Regions from separate parts of the Gossypium hirsutum genome. Here region 2 is linked to region 1. Evidence: chromatin contacts called from public Hi-C data. All regions are on one chromosome and are shown on one strand. Each heading gives the region's core, a stretch centred on a gene start, on an enhancer-like site or on the middle of the called end of the contact. The rest is flanking DNA. Distances are from core to core; before and after follow the strand shown. Region 1 holds the start of LOC107901956 (ATP synthase gamma chain, chloroplastic). Region 2 holds the start of LOC107901960 (arogenate dehydratase/prephenate dehydratase 1, chloroplastic).

Evidence for each region. A called contact is a pair of places that touch in the nucleus more often than the background predicts.
Region 2: a Hi-C map of leaf shows a contact between it and region 1, with 1.8 times the contacts expected there. The contact joins the promoter of LOC107901960 here to the promoter of LOC107901956 in region 1. A contact is called at or near these places in 10 of 34 Hi-C or Micro-C datasets (callus, fibers, hypocotyl and 2 more).

The regions. Positions count from the first base shown.
Region 1 is chrD06:56,592,834-56,598,407 of Gossypium_hirsutum_v2.1, reverse strand. It overlaps LOC107901956 (ATP synthase gamma chain, chloroplastic), which reads right to left and starts at 2,543. Exons shown (of 2, transcript XM_016828144.2): 1 at 569-2,543; 2 at 377-437. The coding sequence starts at 1,742. The coding sequence ends at 612. It overlaps LOC107901955 (pentatricopeptide repeat-containing protein At1g11710, mitochondrial), which reads right to left and starts at 5,432. Exons shown (of 2, transcript XM_016828143.2): 1 at 5,097-5,432; 2 at 2,701-4,952. The coding sequence starts at 4,911. The coding sequence ends at 2,947.
Region 2 is chrD06:56,766,793-56,772,366 of Gossypium_hirsutum_v2.1, reverse strand. It overlaps LOC107901960 (arogenate dehydratase/prephenate dehydratase 1, chloroplastic), which reads right to left and starts at 2,495. Exons shown (of 11, transcript XM_016828155.2): 1 at 1,540-2,495; 2 at 358-425; 3 at 187-279; 4 at 1-96. The coding sequence starts at 1,810.

The DNA of each region.
Region 1 (5,574 bases), core at 1,294-3,793:
TCGGATGTGGTCCGTACTCGGCCGCCAATTCACGAATCCGGCCTTAAAAGACTCCTTAAAGACTAACTTATAAAGCCAAGAATCTAATATAAGCAATGGTGTAAATGTAATGAAGCAAATTGATATCTTGGTTTCATCTAAACCCTTTTAATTGTCCAAAGAAACAGATGATAAGATTAAGTAACCAAAAGCTGCAGGGAATCAAATGAACCTGCATGAAAGAAGCAGCTCTAATGAATGAAGCCTATTGAATCTCTCACGGTTTAAATTCAAGAAAGAAAATTATTCTTGCTTGCAATATATCAAAGGCAACTGGAGCATGCGAAACTCGATCTTCGACGGTGACCAGACAAGTATTATACATGTAAGGGGCAAATAACATACAAAGATGGGTAAATGCTCTTATTTTTCAACTCCAAAAGACATTGCGGTTCCCACTGTGCAAAGAGTTCATAAGCATTCGAGAATTACAATGCAAAAAAAAAAACATATCAGCATGCCTGTTCTTAAACAAGTATATAGGAATGAATAAGGAAACTACTCATAATTTAATAATTCTTTTTAATACCTACAAGGGAACATAATTGATGGTGAAACAGGTTTCAAGTTCATTAGACCAAAGCATTGGCACCAGCAACAATCTCCAATATCTCTCCGGTGATTTTCGCTTGACGCTGCCGGTTGTAGACGATAGACAAGGTCTTTTTCAGTTCCTGGGCATTATCAGTAGCATTGCTCATGGCACTCATCCTAGCTGCAAGCTCACTGGCTAGTGATTCCTGCAAAGCCCTCAGAACCTGGCTGTTGAGATAAAGAGGCAACAAAGCATCAAGAATCTGAACTGGGTCCTGCTCAAACTGCAAAATGGGAGAGAAATCAGCTGTCTGAGTCCTCATAACTTCTCTCTCCACCGTCAGTTTCCCTTCCCTGGTTGTCAATCTGAAGAACTCATCCTCAGCAGCATCAACACAAACACCATTTACATCACAGATTTCACCCTTTGGTGACAGTGGAAGCAAAGTATGAATCACAGGATCAGACTTAACCAAGGATACGAATTTGGTGTACAAAAGCTCCACTTTATCGACTTCTTCACTAACAAAGAGTGAAAAAACATCATCAGCAATTGCCTGAGCTTCTTTAGCTGTAGGGAGTGAGCTACCATCTAGGAATTTGTCCACTGGGATGTAGGGCCTGCGGATGAAATATGAATTACCCTTTTTCCCCACACTGATTATTGTATAATCAAGTCCAAGCTGCTTCAATTCTGCAATTCTAGCTTCAGCTTTCTTGATGATAGCATTGTTAAAACCTCCACAGAGACCACGATCACCAGTAACAACAACCAAAGCAACTTTTTTGACAGGCCTGACGTTTGTGAGAGGAGCATCTATGTCTTCAGTCTGGAGCTGTTCATTGATGTTGTAAAGAACTTCAACCAGGGACTCAGAGAAAGGTCTGCCATTGACAACAGCTTCTTGTGCTCTCCTAACTTTAGCAGCAGCCACAAGTTTCATGGCTTCAGTGATCTTCTGCGTGTTCTTTACTGAATCAATACGGTCTCTAAGCTCACGAAGACCACAGTGAACTGGGGTTACAGATGAGGACCTGGAAGGGTTACCGGGGGTTGAGCTCTGAGATGGGAGCTGAAAAGGGCTGATGAAAGAACGGAAAGAGAGTGAAGAAGTGTCAGAAAGAGAGGGTTTTGAGGACACCCACATTGTCAGATTTGAGCAAGACATGGTGACAATGGATCCCGGAGCTCTACAAAGGATTGCAAAAGAAATTTACTCTAAAGAGAGCAAGAGAAAGAGCTTTTTCCTACAATGGCTTGCTTTTGTATTTTGATTTTTATCAAGTCTTATCCTTTTGTGTGTTGGAGAGTAGTTTCTGGTATGGAGGAAATCAGAGGGAATGTGTGGAAGTGAGAGGGAGGGAATGGATGAGGTTTTGGGATAAGGATTTTGAAATTTTGGTCCATTGATTTTTCACCATTACATCTTGATGGGGCCTTTTTGAAGTGGCAACCTCCTAATGGTTGCTTCTTGGATCTTAACTTGATAGGTTCCCTATTCTGAAAGGTATATGCCACTCCATGAATTTTGATACTTTTCAACCATACTTACAATATTTACTTGTGTTAATTTCCAGGAAATATGTGTGGAAAAGGTTTGTACCTGATAAGAAAAGCCATAGACTTTATGTTGCAAAAAAACTGATTTTCTGTAAAAATGGTTGGAGAACAGGTCAAAAGAGCTTTATGATTTGAATGTCTATCATACTTCCATACAAAATAATCAAAAGATTACATTTCAGAAAACAAATGCGTTGCCTTCGACATATTGCTGGTGTTTTATACCCTGTAACAATAAGAAATGAGGAAAAAAAAAGGAACAAAAAAGATGATGAAATTTCAAGGCCACACATTCATGGACCGATACATCATTAGTCAAAATTATGCAGAAGATCAATTCCAATTTAACAGGTCGAAACATCTTGCATCAGAACCGAAATGCTCCATCATCTTCCTAGATCAGTGTTGCAAGAGCTTTTAACTGTCAATGTCTACTCCTTTGAACCTATGAGATTTAGAGCTCTAGGTAATGAGAAAGGAAAGAACAGGCCAATTCAAGAACTTCCAGGCCCCTGAATGCATATCCAACTTATAAACAAAACAGAAACAATCATCATAACATCATCTTTTCCTAAAACTGTTTTTCGAGTAGAAAATTTCACTTAATAATACATACAATGGCATAAATTAGCAACCTGTCGTGTTCGACAGCTGCATAATTGGCTACAATCCACACCATAGGCGAAATCCCTATATTTATTTGACATAAAGAAAAAGTTCTCAGTTGTTCGTTATCTGATGACAATGAATAAGAATGAAGGGGGGGAAAAATCAAAGGCAACTGAACTAACATGAGTAAGAAAATATAAAAACTAAACTCTTGTCTCCTCATTTTCTTCCCCAAGGAGGGGTCTGACAATAGCTTGATACGTCTGTCGGTAAGGAACCACTCCGTTAAGCACCATGGAGTCATGCAATTCAATAACTTCATCTGCGCTACAATTCTTAGCAGAACATGTAATGAGCATCGCGTATGTTATAAAATCAGGAATCAGGCCCTCTAGAACCATTCTCTTCGTTAGTTCTTTTGCTTGTTGAATGCACCCACACTTGCAAAGAAAGTTTATCAATGTATTGTAAGTTACTGTGTTTACAAACCTCCCTACCTTTCGCATCTCCATTAACAGAGAAAATGCCTCGTCCATATTACCACAGCTGCAATAACCGTTAATGAGAGTATTATATGTTATAGCATCAGGTAAACCCAGACTCTTTAATGAATCTATCATCCGTCTTGCAGCATCCATTGACATCTCCTTGCACAATCCATTAAGAATAGAGTTATATATCACTATGTTGGGCTTTTTCTCCACCTTCATCTTTTCGTAGACCCAAACAGCACTTCCTAGTTTCCCTTCCTTGCAATACCCATCAATTAAAGCACCATAGGTGACCAAGTCTGGAATTAAACCACGGATGAACATGCTACCCACAAGTTGCATGGCTCCTGATAAATCATTGCTTTTACAAAGGTAATTGATGAGAATATTGTGTGAGAATGTGTCTTCAATGACATTCTTTTCCATAATCTGGCAATGAAATTTAAAAGCTTGCATCACATATCCATTTCTGCAAAGCCCCTGTATAAGAGTAGAGTAGGTGAATTGATCAGGGAATACATGCTTGTCAATCATGTCCGATAATACTAAAGAAGATCCCCCGATATCACCTTCTGAGTAAAGCCAATGGAGGATTGAATTATAAACAACTGTATTAGGCATCAAGCCCCTTTCCACCATTTCATCACACAATCTTAATGCCTCCTCCAAACACCCTCCTCGTGCATAACCATCTATCATTGCTGCATAAGACCTTACATCAGGCTTGACACCTGCCTTAATCATATCATTAAGGACTTCTTCTGCAAACGCAACTTTACCTAATTTGCAAAACCCGTTAATGATAGAATTATAAGTTACGGTGTTGGGCGAAACAAAGTTCTCTGACATTACTCCCATCTTTTCAACTAGCTTCAAAGCAAGCTCTATGCCACCCACCCTACAAGCTCCATCTATTATCATGTTGAAAGTAACAATATTAGGCAGGATCCCACTCTTCAACATCCGATAAAATGTTGAAATAGCTTCTAGCAATTTACATTCCTTACAAAGAGCATATACAACCAAGTTAAAAGTATTCAAATTCTCAATATACCCGTAAGAAATTATTTCCTTATACATGTTCCAAAATCTAACAATTTCATTTAACTTCAATAGTTGACTCAAAAAATTATTCCAAGCATGAATAGTAACAAGACGGCCCTCCATTCTCAACTTCTTAATAACTAAGTAAGCACCTTCGGTTGCACCACATCGAGTGCAAGCTCTAACCAATGCATCAAAGACGGCTGGACATGACTTACAAATTTCATAACTATCCAACAAACCATCCAAAACTTCCATTGGGGTCATTCCATCTACATGTATTAATTTCTCCATTATAGACAATGCATCATCGAATCGCCTCGACTTGACCAACACATGAATTAGAGCACAACGCGATGTCAATGAGAGTGGGAACCCTTTTTTCTCCCCAAACCAATCGTAAAATTCCAAGGCTAACTGAGGTGAGTTCTGAAACTCGCCAACAACACGACTCACCAATGCATTTGTAAGACTTGGGAACACTTGATCCAAGAATTTCCATCTTCTATGCTTTAAATTAACACAAATCGCTCTGAATACAATGTCTTCACTATTTGGGCAAGAGAATTGCTTACCTAAATGCAATCCTCGGTTGAAAAAGCAACTTCTTTGGACAAAAAGAGCAAAAACCATAGAAATATCGATACCCAATTCATCAAAAGCAACACTTCTTTCTGTAAAAAAGAATAAAACGGAAAAAGAAAACCCAAATCACTATAGCAACATAAAATCTGCTTAACTTACAAGAGAGGGGGAAAGAAGAGAAAGTTGCAGTCTAAAAATGAAACACGGCAAAGAAAGAGATGAACTAAGCTTACAACAATACTACTAGCTTCTAAGCAGCTCCAACGGAGTGTGTCTTGAAGAACGACTGCCGACGATCTTAGGTGTAAAGAAAATATAAAAGTGACTGCTAAGATTAGTGCAAACAAAAACGGTGAAATGTTTTTAACTTTCCGGTTGCCACCGGCTCCAATGTCGGCAACTCATGATATCGCTCATGGGCATTGCAATCATGGGTTGTTTGTTATTCCTGGGCTTTAATTTTGTCCACTAATATTTTCCCTTTTTGCTGGGCTTGATCAACCTTATACTGGGATAGATTTATGGGGTTAACTTTCTCGTTGGCCACTTTAAAAATCAAACAAGATGCAAAGAAAATATCATCTGCCAGTTGGGCTAGAAATAAACTTTGTTTTTCGGCTTAATACCACTTTTGGCCCTTGTACTATAGCTAAATTATCATTTTAGTACCTGTACTATTTTTATCAATTTGACCCTTATACTTTATTTTTG
Region 2 (5,574 bases), core at 1,246-3,745, 170 kb before region 1:
ATGCCGGAGGAGTAAATCATAATTACGGTGTAGACTACCACCGACAGAATTCTCAATGGGGAGAACTGCCTTATCCACCAACCAAAGTTCAACTGCCTGTTAAAAGAACAAAACAATATAACCGAGAAAATTTCAGCATAGGTTCATGCAGTAAAAAAATACCACTAAAGTACTTATCATCCGAACATTGAATGCTGCTTCAAATTGGTCACATGGCACAGTCTCACAATTAGGGTATGCTTTAAGGGCAGCATCCTCGCCATAGGCACCTGAGATTCCCTAAAATAAGTAATAGCCGACATAAGTATAGCAAGAAACACGTTGGACATTCCATCAAAGAATAAATAAGTTTCAGACCTGAAAAGCAACCCGCAAGTTTGAACCATCATCAGGAAATGGAGATAGATCGGTTTTGGACAGCGGTTCTACAAAACAGTTACATATTCAATCTTAGAAATTGCATTGACCAAAACCCTGTAACGGTCCAAGTTATTAAAGATAAGACACAATACCTTATAAAAGAATAATACAAGAAAATTGGAAATAAATTTATAGAGCACGTCCACGATCAATGAAATCACTAGATCATTCAAGTACACGGTCCAACCTAATTAAATTACATCTGAATAGGAAAGATATTCATTGTATCCAAGTATGAATTAATCCTGTCCTAGATCACGTAACGGTTATACTCCTTTATCCGTACACATGCGGAGTGAGTACATTTGGGAGTCATTCAAACCTTGAACAACTCAAGTTCATCCACGTGAGAGTCCTATCCCATCCCATTGGGTTGACATTACGCATGATACTCAAAAGTTCCAAAAAAGAATATTCCTCCTACTCATAACTACACATGTTAGCAGAAGATGTTGTTCGTAAAAGTAAGCGATGCATGATTCAGTGCAAAATTTTTATGTCCGGCTTCAAACAAACATAACTAAAGATCATAAGCATCAAAAGCCATCAACAAAGTAAATCTCAACTGCCAAGCTAGGAATCTCATTTTGTATTTACTTTCTTGCTAAACCAACGGTTCCATGGGACCGAATAGTCCAAAATAGTTCCAAGCAGGAGACAATAGCAGCCATCTTCTATCTTTACATAGCTACATAACCTTGAAGCACATTCAAACAACTGACATTGAATATAATTGGCCTCATAAATGTAATTCTACATATCAAATGAAACATCATTTATCCTAACGAATGTTCCAACTGTCCTTTATTCAAACTCATTCAAAGTAGAACCTTTCATTTAGCTATAAACACTAGAACAACAAATGGACCCATCTACATTGCCCTTCAACATATTTTAGGATTCTTTTCAACCTCAATCAAAATATTTGCATCAAAAATAAAAAATGAAATGAACATTATTTCCATCTATAATTTCATTAATGCTAATTTATAGAACAAAGCATAGCTTCCATCACATCTAAAATTCATTCAACAACTCAATTAAATTATAGGAAGAGAATTATAAAAAAAAAATTAAAACCCAATATTAGTTGAAAGTACTAGAACCGAGTTAGATTACTAGGAAGAAGATTCAAGTCCTTGTGAAACCCCCTTGAGATTGTGTTCCCATCGTTATCAATCTTCCCAGTGGGAGATGTCTTGGCCCCAGGCTTCTCGTCTTCAACAAGACAAATAGCACTTTGTGCTGAAGCACCCAAAGCACAGCATTCCAATCTAATAGGCCTCAAATCCAACACAATCCTACCTCGGCTATACCCCAAAGCTGGTATCTCAAGAAGAGACTGAGGCTTTTGAGAACAAAAGAAGATCGGAACACACTTCAAAGCCATCAAAAAATACAAGAAATCTCAAAAACCAAATAACACACAATGCCAATGTCCTGCTATTTTTCTATCAAAAAAACAAGAAAAGGCCAAAACTTCAACCTCTCAATGAGTGAAAAAAAGAATCAAGTTTGGTGGTGCGGTGTTGTTGGTGAAACAGAATGAGAGGCAACTTGAAAGGAGAATGCAGGTTAAGTATGAATGGACCCCATAACACAAAACTACTCAAAAAAGAAAAGCCCAAACTATTTTTTTCTCCCCTTCTTTTCAACTGAGAAATCAAACAAATGTTACTGGTAATTCAAAGAACTTGGGTAGACTAGAAAAAGAAGAGGGTAGTTGGGAAAGGAAAGTTGGCCACACGTTTCCTTAGATTAGAGGGTGTTTGACGTCAAAGAAGGAAAGGAAAAAAAACAAAGGTGAAGCCAAGCAATCCAATGAGAATCCAATCTTCAAGAGTGAAACCTGGGTCCTGGGAACAACTATATCACCACCAAACCTTCCATATATGATATTAAATAGAGGAGAATAGGCAGCGTATAATCAGGGAATGGTTTTGGAAACCTGGAAATGGCCTTCCAAATTTCACAATAATGGCTGAGCTGACTTAAACATAACATTAAATTGTATTGGGGAAGAAAATAAATATTAGATAGTATATTCTTCCAAATGTTTTCTGTAGCGTTATCAAAATCCAGTTCAGGCGTTACTAAAGTTATTTAAATAAAATATCTCAATTTTGGACTTTTTTTTTAAGAAATCTTATCCCTTGTACTTTTTTTTATTCATATAAAATTGTAGCCTATTTTCACTTTTAAATAAAAGATAAGGAACTCAAATTCATATTCTCTTGTTTCGATAAATTTTAGTATTTTTTAGGTGAATTGTCAAATTGAACTGGAACTCTCAATTTTCTATTTAAAATATTTTTTGATCTAAAAAAAAAGTTTTTGTATTATAAGTTAATTTATATTTTGGTCTTTTATTCAAAAGTAAATAAATTAGAGTAAATTGGTTCATTTTTTTAAAATATCTCTCTATTTTTATTATAAAAAATTAGTTTATATATGTCAACATGAGGTGCATGTGGCATACAATGTATAATTGTTTAGTTATTTCATTAGTCAAGTCAGTTTTTAATAGTAAAAATATATGTTCTTTAATAAAAATGATCAGTTTGCTTTTTTATTTAACTACAAGAACTAATTTAAATTAGGTTTGATCATGGATCGGGCCATTTGCCTAGACCTGAAAACCCGCTCGAAAAAGTGGGAGAGTTTGGACAAAAATATAGATCCGAAAAATGAACTTGGACAAAAAATAACACCCGTTTTCGAAATGGGTTGGACCTAAGGTAAGATTTTTTTGCCTGGACTTAATCCAGAAAAAAATTTCTATTGCTGTTTGTTGTCATTTTGCTTTGTTTTGCTACTATTTTGTTATTACATTGCTACTATTTTGTTATTATTGTTTGGAAATTGTATAACTCTTATTTTATTGTTAATTTTGTTACTATTTTAAAGGCATTTGCTTGCTAAGTTGTAACTGTCTTAGTATTATTTAAGTATAAAGATTTTTTTAATGTATTTTCAATTTATTGGGAAATATTTATTTTAATGTTTTTAGTATATTTGATGTATTGTATTTTTTAAATTTATTTTTATATAAAAAATAATATAAAAATTTTCAATATGGGCAGGCCAGGTGGGCTCGGGTTTAGTATTTTTTTATCTGGGTCAAGTTTGAGCAAAATTTTAGGTCTATTTTTTGAGTCAAACTTGAGTATAAAATTTGACATCGACCTGGCCCATGATCAAATCTAATTTAAAATTACTCATTTTTTTAATGAGATACAATTTAATTCTTGATATAGGAACTTTTATGATACTTTTATCCAATTTTTTAATATATCTTATTTATTAATTAAAATCAATAATATAGTACATAATCAAGTTGTGAATGTCGTACAACAAAGGATTATCTGTATTTAGTAAGGTGATGGACCATACACTATTACTAGATTGGCACCTAAAACAAAAAGCTACAAACTCAAAACGAGGCACTAGGGCCTTTACAGCAGACATCCATTTCAGTTCTTCTAAGCTTTGTAACATTGTTGGCTGAGTGAGTCACTTTCAATTTAACATTCTGATGACTAGACTTGATTACCACCAGGTTGGGTCGATTTTTAGATTTGAGTTCCATTTAGCTTCAAAAATCTAAAATTCGAACTTGACTTGAAATTGAAATACATTAAATAACACTAATATATTTCTAATTTAGCAAGTAAATGGATTTAAAATAATAGTAAAATTAACCATAAAATAAGACTTATATAATATCCAAACAATAATAATAAAATAATAGTAATATAATAGTAAAACAACAACAACAAAGTTTAAGCTGATCCATGTCGGAGACCAAAAAGTCTTACTGAGACTCGACCCGTTTAGAAAACGAATATTATTGTTTTTCATAGCCCAATTTTTTGACCTATATATATTTTTGTTCAAACCCTTTTATTTTTTAAGTAGATTTTCGAGCCTGGACGAATGACCCAGGTTGGGTTTTAAATTCATGGTTTAATAATTTTAAAAATCTCTTTTGTATTTTAGTTTCTTCATTTTTTCTTATTCTTTTCATTTTTACTTTTCATTAAGCTTTTCGATATCTGTTTTCTATCTCCAGGTTGATATACACTTTGTAATTTTCATTTTTTTTCAGCTTTATTTTAAAAGTATTTGACATAACATATTATTAGAATTAAATTAAATTATTTTTAACCAAATAAGTAAAAATTAATTTGATAACCTTTAATATATTTTCAAGTGTTACAAATTTAAGCCCTAGAAAAAATGGATGAACGCTCTATTGAAGAACAAGATCACTTGGAACGTAGCACCAAGAAGATTAAGGCAATAGATCTTTTTTCTACACCGCCGTCTCGATCTTATAAGGATTCTCTATTGAAGCCACTGGTATCTAATGATTTATTCTAAGGAGTCATCTCAGTGGAAGAGGATGATGATGACTCGAATTTAGATATGGAGGAGCTCTCTGATGAGTTTACAAGTATTCCAACGGTGGAAGTGGATAGAGAGTGGAAACGGAATCTACGAAAACCGTGGAGAAACGCTCCAATCATTAAGTTGTTAGGGAAGTCGATCTCATACAGTGCCCTTATATAACGATTAACAACTATGTGGAATCTAGATGAGGAGTTTGATTGCATTGATTTGGGACATGATTTTTATGTTGTTAAATTCTTGAGCGCAGAGGATCTCTTGACGGTGATAACGGCGGGTTCTTGGAAGATTATGGATCATTATCTTACAATACAAAAATGGAAGCCGAACTTTCACCCGACTATGGGAACGGTTGCATCCATAGCAGTGTGGATTCAATTGCTTGGTTTACCTTTGGAATATTTCAATGAAGAAGTACTAGTTAAAGTCGGGAAGCTTGTTGGTAGACGCATCAAATTGGATTCTAATACAGTTTATACTACTAGGGGGAAGTTTGCAAGAATTTATATTGAAATTTATCTGTCCAAGCCTTTGATTCCATCAATTAGAATTGGTAATTTCGTTCAAAATATTGAATATGAAAAGCTTCATAATATTTGTTTTTCTTGTGGCTGTTTTGGACATCGCACAGAGGCTTGTGTCTTGAAAAAAATGGTGACTAACCTTGAAGAGTTGTCGGAGGCGGTACAAACGAAAAATACAAAGGCAACAAGTGAAAAGACGGACAAGGCGACAAATGAGGTA